3 separate regions of the Gossypium hirsutum genome follow, and regions 1 and 2 are each linked to region 3. The links are chromatin contacts, called in public Hi-C maps. All regions are on one chromosome and are shown on one strand. The core of a region is the stretch at or near the end of the contact, and the rest is flanking DNA. Distances in the headings are between cores, read along the strand shown. Region 1 has its middle 12 kb from the start of LOC121220539. Region 2 has its middle 8.0 kb from the start of LOC121220532. Region 3 holds the start of LOC107954611 (rab GTPase-activating protein 22).

Region 1 (3,160 bases), core at 297-2,796, 72 kb before region 3:
TTACGGAGAAAGCAAAAGAAAAAAAGTTTTGAGAGTTTGAAGGAAGTAAAATTTTTTAGGAGAAATAAAAGATTTAGGGAGAAAATAAAAGAAAAAATTGTGGGTAATAAAAAATTTAGGAAAAATAAAAAGATTTGAGAAGAAAAAAATCGAATTAATTCAACTAAAATAATTCAAATTTTAATTTTTTTTTAATTTTTCAATCAAATCGAATTTTTCTACTAGCTGAAAATGAAAAGAAAAAACTGGGGCACGCTCTATTCTTTGAGTTTGTGATGTTAAGTACCTACTCTAGTTATAGACAAGTCAAAGCACGTTAACAACTCTATCTTCATCACTCATTTTCCCTAGTTGTAAGCATCCCATGGTGGGCATTATTTCTATCCCCCTAAATTTGTTAATGCCTTCCTTTTCAATTTAGGGACGAATATCGAGTATGTGAAATTTGTTTTATTCATGTTAAATTTAAAGTATTTTTAAAAAATTTAACTATTTATTTTATAAAAAAATCCTTTCAATCATTAAATATATTAACATAAATAATATTTTAGATTAATATAATATAGAAATCAAATTAATTAAAAAATTCGCATGTGTGATAAATATAATTATATTAATAAATCTAATCATAAACAAAATTTTAAAAGCATATAAAATTATGTTAATTTTATATCAATATAAAAGAATCCCGCATTATATCAATAGAGAAAGTATTGTATGAAACTGTGATTCTAAGTTATTTATATTCCTTTCTAATAGGAGAATGACAAAACAGATTTTTTCTCCTAATTTTCTGTTTTTTATTCCTGAAAAAATTTAAATTTAACTAAAAATGCTAAAAATAAGGAGGAAAAATATGATTTATCATTCTCCTATTAGAAAATAATAGGGATGGTGTGGAATCACAATTTCATACAATCCATTCTCTATATATCAATATATCAATTTTATCATATATATATATATATAAAGGTCATAATTAAAAATTTTAATTATTTAAAATTGTTTTAGAGAGTTTTTAACGAAGTGTTGGGGTTATACCTTGGCACAAATCCAAAGTACCTCGACCAAAGACTAACATTTAATCTAAGGTGGTGCTAATGTAAGTGAGGGTCGATCTCAAAATTAAGTAAAACTTTTAAAAATTATAATTCAATTTTAACTTTCTAAAAAAAAATTCCTTCTCACAGCCAGTTTAACCTTTGTATGAGAAAACAAAGGGCAGGGTACCCATGTAAAGTAGCCATGGTCCTCCTCAATCATTTGCAACAATTTTGTACTTAACGTTTTCCACCATTCAACTTCTTTAATATGTATACTTTTTTTTTCTAAGCATATCTCTTTCTTTCTTTTACCTTTTCTTTTCTTTTTCCTCTGTAATCTTTTACCATGCGTATGAAAACACTAGAGCCCCATTTTTTTGACCCACCTTCCCCATATTCAACGATGATATTATTAAAAACACATTGGCAAACCTTTGGTATAGGAACCCTATCCCTATCCTTTGCTTTTTGTGCTTTAAAGGTTTCAAGTCACCACTACATCAGTGGCTTTGCCCTTATCCCATCCTCGGTGGTCCTACTGTCTTTAGGCTACTTTGAGTCCCCACTCAGTTCCTTATTGTTTGAACTTCGAACCATTTTGCTTGATGAATCCAAAAACCCTTTTTTTTCATTTTTTCTTTTAACTTCTTTATCATGTTCAATTCGGACAGAATCAATGTCAATGTCAGAATCAAATTTGATTTTGAATAAATGTTAGAGTACTATGAAGCGTGAACACGAATACTTAATACGAGTACGATACGGACACTACAACACAGTAATTTTTAAAAAATGATAACACAAGTACGGTAAGATACGGCAATAATAAAATATTTTTATTATTTATATATATTCTTTATGTTCAAATATATTTTACTTATAAATATTAAATCGTTCAGAAAGAAAATATATTTTATTTAACTTGTCTTGTAAACAATATCTTATTTTATTTAATAAGAATTTAGGTCACACATATATTTATTAATTTTTAATTAAAATTAATTTTTAAAAAATATTTTAAATCTAATTTATATGGGTCTCACATATTTTTTTATTATACTTAATTTCACTATTTTTATACTACTATAATTTGTTTTTACTTTCTTACCCCATTATAAATTTATAACTATATAATACATTATTGTTTCAAAAAAAAAACTATATAATACATTAACTATTTTTTTATTCTTTCTTACGCAGACACTCATATCCCCTTTATTTTCTTCCCCATTTACCCCTTTTTTCCCTTCTCATTTACCGTCCTTACCTTTGCCGCTGTATTTCATTCTCTGCAAAAAAACCCCAGCATCATCATCTTCATATAAGCGAATCGGCTCCAAAGAAGACAGGTATGTTAAAAATCCCATAAATTATCACGATTAAATGTTAAAGTTCTTTTTATCAGTTTACTAAAGTTCTATTCTTGTATATGGGTTTTTTTTTCCGTTTCTGATTCAGGCCAAAGTAAAGCCCGGGAGTGTCCTTTTTTGACACGCTTCAAGGTGTGTCCGGTACATATCCGGCCGTGTCGGTGGCGTGTCCGTGTCGGACACCAGTACGACACTGGTACGAGGGGATTTTCCCCGTGTCGGTGCTTCCTAGGTTGACCATTTTCTGATCAGGAAAAAAGAAGAGGGTTTTGTGTAATGGGAAGCAATCAGTTTCTTGGGACTGATATCATCAATAACCCCATTTGGAGGAAAAATGGAGCACTGATGCTTCAACAACATCACAATTTTCTCGAGAAAGTATTTTACTCGCAGACTGCTAAGTTGAATGATAATTATAAGCACAAACAGTTAAATCGGTGGCAGCTGGTTGTTTAAAATTTGTGTGCAAAGCTGCTGAACTAGCAATAATGAAAACAAGCAGGTGATTTGACCGCTCAACAATCGTGGGATTTAGTCTAATTTGGGGTTTTTTTTATCAAAATATTAAAAAAAACCAAAATAATATAATTTTTTTTTATTTACCAAAATAATACAAAAAAAAGGCTGGTGCCTGTGGCAGAGGCGAAATTAACATGTTCGTATTTCAGTTCTTTGTTCGTATTTTTTTTCAAATTTTATTACTTTAAAAAATATATTATTTTCTAGTTTTATTATTTTATATTATTT
Region 2 (2,727 bases), core at 158-2,657, 76 kb after region 3:
TTTTCTTTTTCGATTACTCTCATGGTTTCGTTTTCTTCACCACTTCTCTCCTCGTTAACTTTTGTCTCAGTGTTTCTCCCCTGCCTGCCATCTAAAAATTCAACACCATTCCTTTAGTTTCATTTCCCTTGGGTCGTTCTCCCTACTTGCACTCTAAGCTAATTACCATACTGGAGCTCTATTTTGTCTGACTCCGTTTGGACCCCTTCTTTGTTGCACATTTGTGTTTTATGATCGATGATTCTACACTTGTAACAAAATGTCAAAAGATGTTCGTATTTTATAGCACAAATGATTTCGATATCCCCCTGTCTCACAAGGTAGACCACTCTCCTTAGGTGTTTTAAAACATCTATTTTTACCTTCACTCTGATATATTAGTCCAGCCACCATCCCTATCTGTTAATGAATCAGTTAGAAAGGCAGTTAGTATTAGCTAAGGTTATTAGCAGCTAGTTAAAGAAATCAGTTAATTCTATGACTATAAATACACTGTCTTGAGTTTGTATTAGATAGCTTTTACCGTCTAAATTCAAGAGAGAAAAGAAGAATTCATTTAGCCTTTAGTTTACCTGTTTCTCTTCATGGTACCAGTCGCTAACTGATCCACAATCATGGCAACTACACATTCTGCTGCCTCAGACTCTGTTGAACTGGATGACTCTGTTTTTACTGCTGATCGTGTTGGTAATTCCTTTCCTCGGCATGAGGTTGTAAAGCTCGATGAAGAAACTTTTCTTTAATGGAAGTAACAGGTTCAGTTAATTATCAATGGTTATGATTTATTTGGTTTTCTTGATGGTTCTGTTACTGCACCGTCGAGGTTTGTACAAGCACCAAATGGTGCTCTTGTGCTTAATCCGGTGGCGTCAGCTTTCAACAATAGGGTAATCTCCTTACTCTATGGCTTCTCTCCACCGTAAGCTCGACGATTTTATCTTCTTTTATGGATGTACAATCGGCCTCTAATGTTTGGACTACGGCTTTGGCAATGTTTGCGACCGATACGGATCTGAAACAGTCCAGGTTGCGTCATGAAATTCACTTTATCAAGAAGGAGAGTATGACGATCCGAGAGTATGTTGCAAAGTTGAAAAGCCTATGTGCTCTTCTGGAAGCATCTGGATCTTTCATCTCAGGGGCGGAGAGAACGGTAGTGCTGCTTGCGGGTCTCCCGTCTGAGTTTGAAGGCGTGGTTTCTTCTGCTTCTCTATCTTCGACTCCTCTGCCTTTTCAGCGTCTGGTGGACGCTCTAATCGAGTGTGAGAATCGGCAAATACAGACAATTCAGGAGGTTTCGTTCGCCTCGAATCTGGTTCACCGCGAATCTGGTGGAAAACTCTTCACCGTCGGTAGTAGATGGTTCTACGCGTGGTGGTCAGCCAATCTCGCGTGGTCGTGGCAGGATTTTTCAGCCACAGCTTCAGTGTCAAATCTGCTCCTGATTTGGTCACACCGTCCAACACTACTTTTATCGGTACCACTGCGATAAAGTCTCTCCGTCTAAGGCTCCGGCATCAAATCCGGCTGAGTCTGGTCCTCGTGGCTGGCCTCCACAGCCAAATACTCGACCAAATATTTCTTCTCATGGTCAGACTTTGCATAAGTCTGGTCAAAATTGGTGTGCTAATCTAAATGTGCTTTACGGTCAAAATTGGTGGGCTGATTCAAATTGGCATGAGCTTAGGCCGCAAGCTTATGGGCCGTCATCGTTTGGTCCCAATTCTGGGCCGTATGATCTTGGAAATAATAAGATTTAAATTGTGGTTTTAGGCTTCCATATGGTAATGGGCCATCCGCCCCTCAATGGCCCGTGAGCCTATTTCTAACAATGTGCAGGTTGATCTCGCTACTACTTTCAGGCCACTTGGTCTACAGTCAGGTCCTATACCAGTCCTATGGAGTACTAAACCGCTGGCTCGTGTGTTTTCAGGGACGAATCCGTGCGTTGGGCTTCCTCGATTGGGTGATATTCATGCCTCTGATTATTCTGATCCTTCTATTTTCAGCTCGCATATAAACTCCATGCCACATGGGATTAATGGTGATGACACTGACTCACCAGTTCCTAGGTCAGTTGGCACCTCGTCTTGGTACCCTGATTCTGGTACCAGTAATCATGTTTGTCAGGATTCTTTAGTACTGCATAATGCGGTTCAATATTCAGGTAAGTCCTCTCTTTTAATGGGTGATGGTACGCCTGTTATGATTTCATCAATTGGTCAGGGAGTTTTGTCTGCACGTTCTAGGTTACTTTGGTTATCTAATGTTTTGTGTGTTCCGACCATTCGAAAAAATTTATTGTCGGTATCTCAATTCACAACTGACAATGGTGTATTTTTTAAATTTCACCCCACTTAATGTGTTATTAAGGATAGCATAACATAGGAGGTTTTGCTGAAGAGGCGTATTCATAATGGGCTATATTATTTCTCTCTATCCAACGCGTCTGTTCCATCTACGGCTCAAGTTGAACTTCAGACTCGTACTAAAAGCAGTGAGGTTTTTTGGTTATGGCATAATCATCTTGGACATCCGTCTTCGTTTGTTGTCAAGACTGTTCTTAATAACTGTCATATCAATTTAAATAAAATTTCTGTTGATAGTATTTATACTGCTTGTAAAAACAAAGAAAGTTTCATAAGTTACCATTTCCTGTTTCAGTTACTGAATATACTGATCCATTTTCTTTGGTTGTTTCTGATCTTTGAGGACCTGTATCTGTTT
Region 3 (2,753 bases), core at 10-2,509:
TATGTGGTATGTACATGTGTTATATTTATATGAGTTTCTATGGTTAGATAGTTTTTTTGAACTCGGTTAATGTTTGAATCATGAAGTGTTAATGTTCAAAAGTGAGGATGTATGTTTTGGTAACTTGTGTCACTTTGTGTTTGACATTTTAAATGGTAAGATTAGTATGAAATGAGGTAGTAAATGTGATGATAAGGAATGGTAAAATGTATTGATGAGTATATTGAATTGATTAAGCAAATTGTTATGTTTTGTTGTTCAAATGAAGACATGTTTGATAGATTGAATTGAGATAATGTTGTGAGGTTTTTGATATGTATTATGACATGTTTTATGTAGGTGGAATGTTGTGCTAAGTGCACCAAATGTGGAAAATGGTTTGGTTGGTTGAAGTAGGCACCAAAAGGTCTATTTTGTGCCAAAAATAGAGTTCACGTTACGAAGTCTAGCAATGATCGTTGCGATGAGATTTGGGTTGTGGACCATGGAATGGCAAGGAATCCCATCGGCACAATAAGGCAAGTCAGACGGTCACGTCGTGACGTTGTTTTAAAATTTTGAAAATGTTGCAATTTGGTCCTAACACGATTCCGGGAAAACTTCAAAGCATTATTTATGATCTGTAATGGTTGTGTTTGCATTATTTATGTTTTAAAGTGAATCTTAATTGTCTGTAGTTGCTCCGTTAATGACTGTAGCATTCCGTAGCTCGAACCTAGCGATTGAGATGGGCGAGGGGTGTTACAAATTTGATCCGACCTGACTCATGAACATCTCTACTAAGAATAAGAGTTTTTGGATTTTTAATTAAAAAAAAGGATTTTAACTAAAAATTATTATAAAATAGAGAGAGATGGGGAGAATAAAGAACAAAGAAATATGAAAGTAATAGATAATGTACTTTATTAATCAAAAGGGGTGATTACAATGCTTCATAAGAGTCTCTATTTATAAGCATAAGAAGAATAAAAGAAGTAGAGATCTAATTCTAATAACTATTAGAATTTAAAGTATATTAAAATTTTATTTTGATCATGATGAACATCCACTTAATAAGATATTTATAACAAAAATAACATAAACTGGTGTGGAATTTTTATAAAAAAAATTTTATTAAGCGGGACTTATGAGGAATAATTTTTGAATTAAAATATAGAAGTAGAAGCAATATAAAAGTAATAAACAGATTTTGGATTGATTGTGGCGGTGATGAAAATATATTTAACCCAAAGGTTTTATGGTTAATTTGCATTTGGAAACAAATGGAATTCAAAAAAGAAAAGGAGAAATAATAAAATAATAAAGAAAGCGAGAAGGGACCAATACTTAACAGCGGAAATAATTAGCGTAGGTAGTAGAAACAATCTGAAATCAAATCTTTCAGTTTGAGAACTCTTCTCTCTCTGAGCAGCTATGTAGTATGGAGTCGAGTCTAGATAGGCACATAACTCAAATACACCTTTCTTTCTCGATTCATTCATTGGGCGGGCGGCCGAATAAACCAAAACCCAATCAGGAAAACATAATAAAAGAAAGGAGCTGTTGAGATTTGAGAAAGCAAAGCAGTCAACAAAGCTAAAAAGAAAAAGAAAAACTCAAGAGGAAGAAGTTAAAAGGAAGGGGTAGGTCGGGCATCTTGCTTTGGTTTCCTCCACCTCAAGCCTTCCATGCTCCCCTCAGCCAACAACAGCCCTACCGGAATCCACCACTTTGGCGGCGGCGGAGGAGGATTCTGGTCCTCTGTACCCATGCCGCCCTCCAAAACTACCGTCGCCGTTACTGCTGTTGCCGGCCTCGCTCTCTTTGCCGCCATTTTCTTCACTACTACTAGGTAAAAAGAAAATCCCTCCTCCCCCCCCCAAAAAAAAAGTGAACTGATCGATCATTCAATGCTTAACGGTAAAAGCAAATCTCCGAAACCCCTAGTACCGGTTCGTAGTAAGAGTAGTCGATAAGAATCAAACTCTAATAGATGAGAGCTCTTAGAAGAAGTCAGACTTCATCTTCATCTCCGAACTCACCTTCACCTTCACCCTCTTCGTCATCGTCATCGTCATCATCTTCATGGATTCATTTGCGTTCGGTTCTATTCGTTGTTACCTCTTCTTCCCCAGTTTCTTGTTCTTCCTCTGATCGGTGAGTCCTCGTCCCCTTTCTTCTCCCTTTTTCCCTCAAACACTTGCTCGTTTCAGTAATCTCTTGTTAGATTTTCGATTCAGATCCCGATCTCCTGTCTCAATTCTTTCCCCTTTGTATAAGTTCGAAACTATTTGTTTCCTTGTTTGCCTTGCTTCCTTTTTTTTTCATTTAGATTCTTTCTACTCCCCTTAAAACTTTTTCTCTTTTCGCTAATTAGGGTTTCTGCTTCTTGTTTGTTAGTATTTCCAGTCATTTTTGCTCCATTTTTTGGTTGTTTATTTCAAATTCTAATATTTTCTTTGCTTTACTTATTTTTTTTTGAATCTGTGTTAATGTGACTTGGCAACCTTATTTTTTTAACATATTTTTTTATCGTTGACTAAGGCTGCCTTTAGACTGCTTCAATCTGCTAGGATTTTATTCATGATTATGACTTTCTATTGTTGATATATTTGAATATTAACACTCATAATCAACAGAAACTGATAGACTTCGAAAAAGAATAAGAAATACTCTAGTTTTAAATAGATGAGAAAGTAGATTATGGTTCTCCCTTTTTCAATCAACAGCTTGAAGTTATCCCTTTTAAAATTGGAAAATTAGAGAGAATCATA

The links. A called contact is a pair of places that touch in the nucleus more often than the background predicts.
Region 1: a contact with region 3 is called in a Hi-C map of leaf, with 2.1 times the contacts expected there. The contact joins the enhancer-like site here to the promoter of LOC107954611 in region 3. A contact is called at or near these places in 10 of 34 Hi-C or Micro-C datasets (callus, cotyledon, hypocotyl and 2 more).
Region 2: a contact with region 3 is called in a Hi-C map of leaf, with 4 times the contacts expected there. The contact joins the enhancer-like site here to the promoter of LOC107954611 in region 3. A contact is called at or near these places in 3 of 34 Hi-C or Micro-C datasets (hypocotyl, leaf and petal).

What each region holds. Positions count from the first base shown.
Region 1 is chrD08:32,872,500-32,875,659 of Gossypium_hirsutum_v2.1, forward strand. No RefSeq gene overlaps it. Among protein-coding and RNA genes, the nearest start is that of LOC121220539, 12 kb to the left of the region's middle. Within about 2 kb of position 1,547, at least 8 of the 9 cell types and tissues checked have an H3K27ac peak or open chromatin away from gene starts, as enhancers often do. A contact at or near this core is called in cotyledon, hypocotyl and leaf, where this site is marked.
Region 2 is chrD08:33,020,539-33,023,265 of Gossypium_hirsutum_v2.1, forward strand. No RefSeq gene overlaps it. Among protein-coding and RNA genes, the nearest start is that of LOC121220532, 8.0 kb to the left of the region's middle. Within about 2 kb of position 1,408, at least 7 of the 9 cell types and tissues checked have an H3K27ac peak or open chromatin away from gene starts, as enhancers often do. A contact at or near this core is called in leaf, where this site is marked.
Region 3 is chrD08:32,945,024-32,947,776 of Gossypium_hirsutum_v2.1, forward strand. LOC107954611 (rab GTPase-activating protein 22) reads left to right here and starts at 1,260. Exons shown (of 5, transcript XM_016890220.2): 1 at 1,260-2,136. The coding sequence starts at 1,973.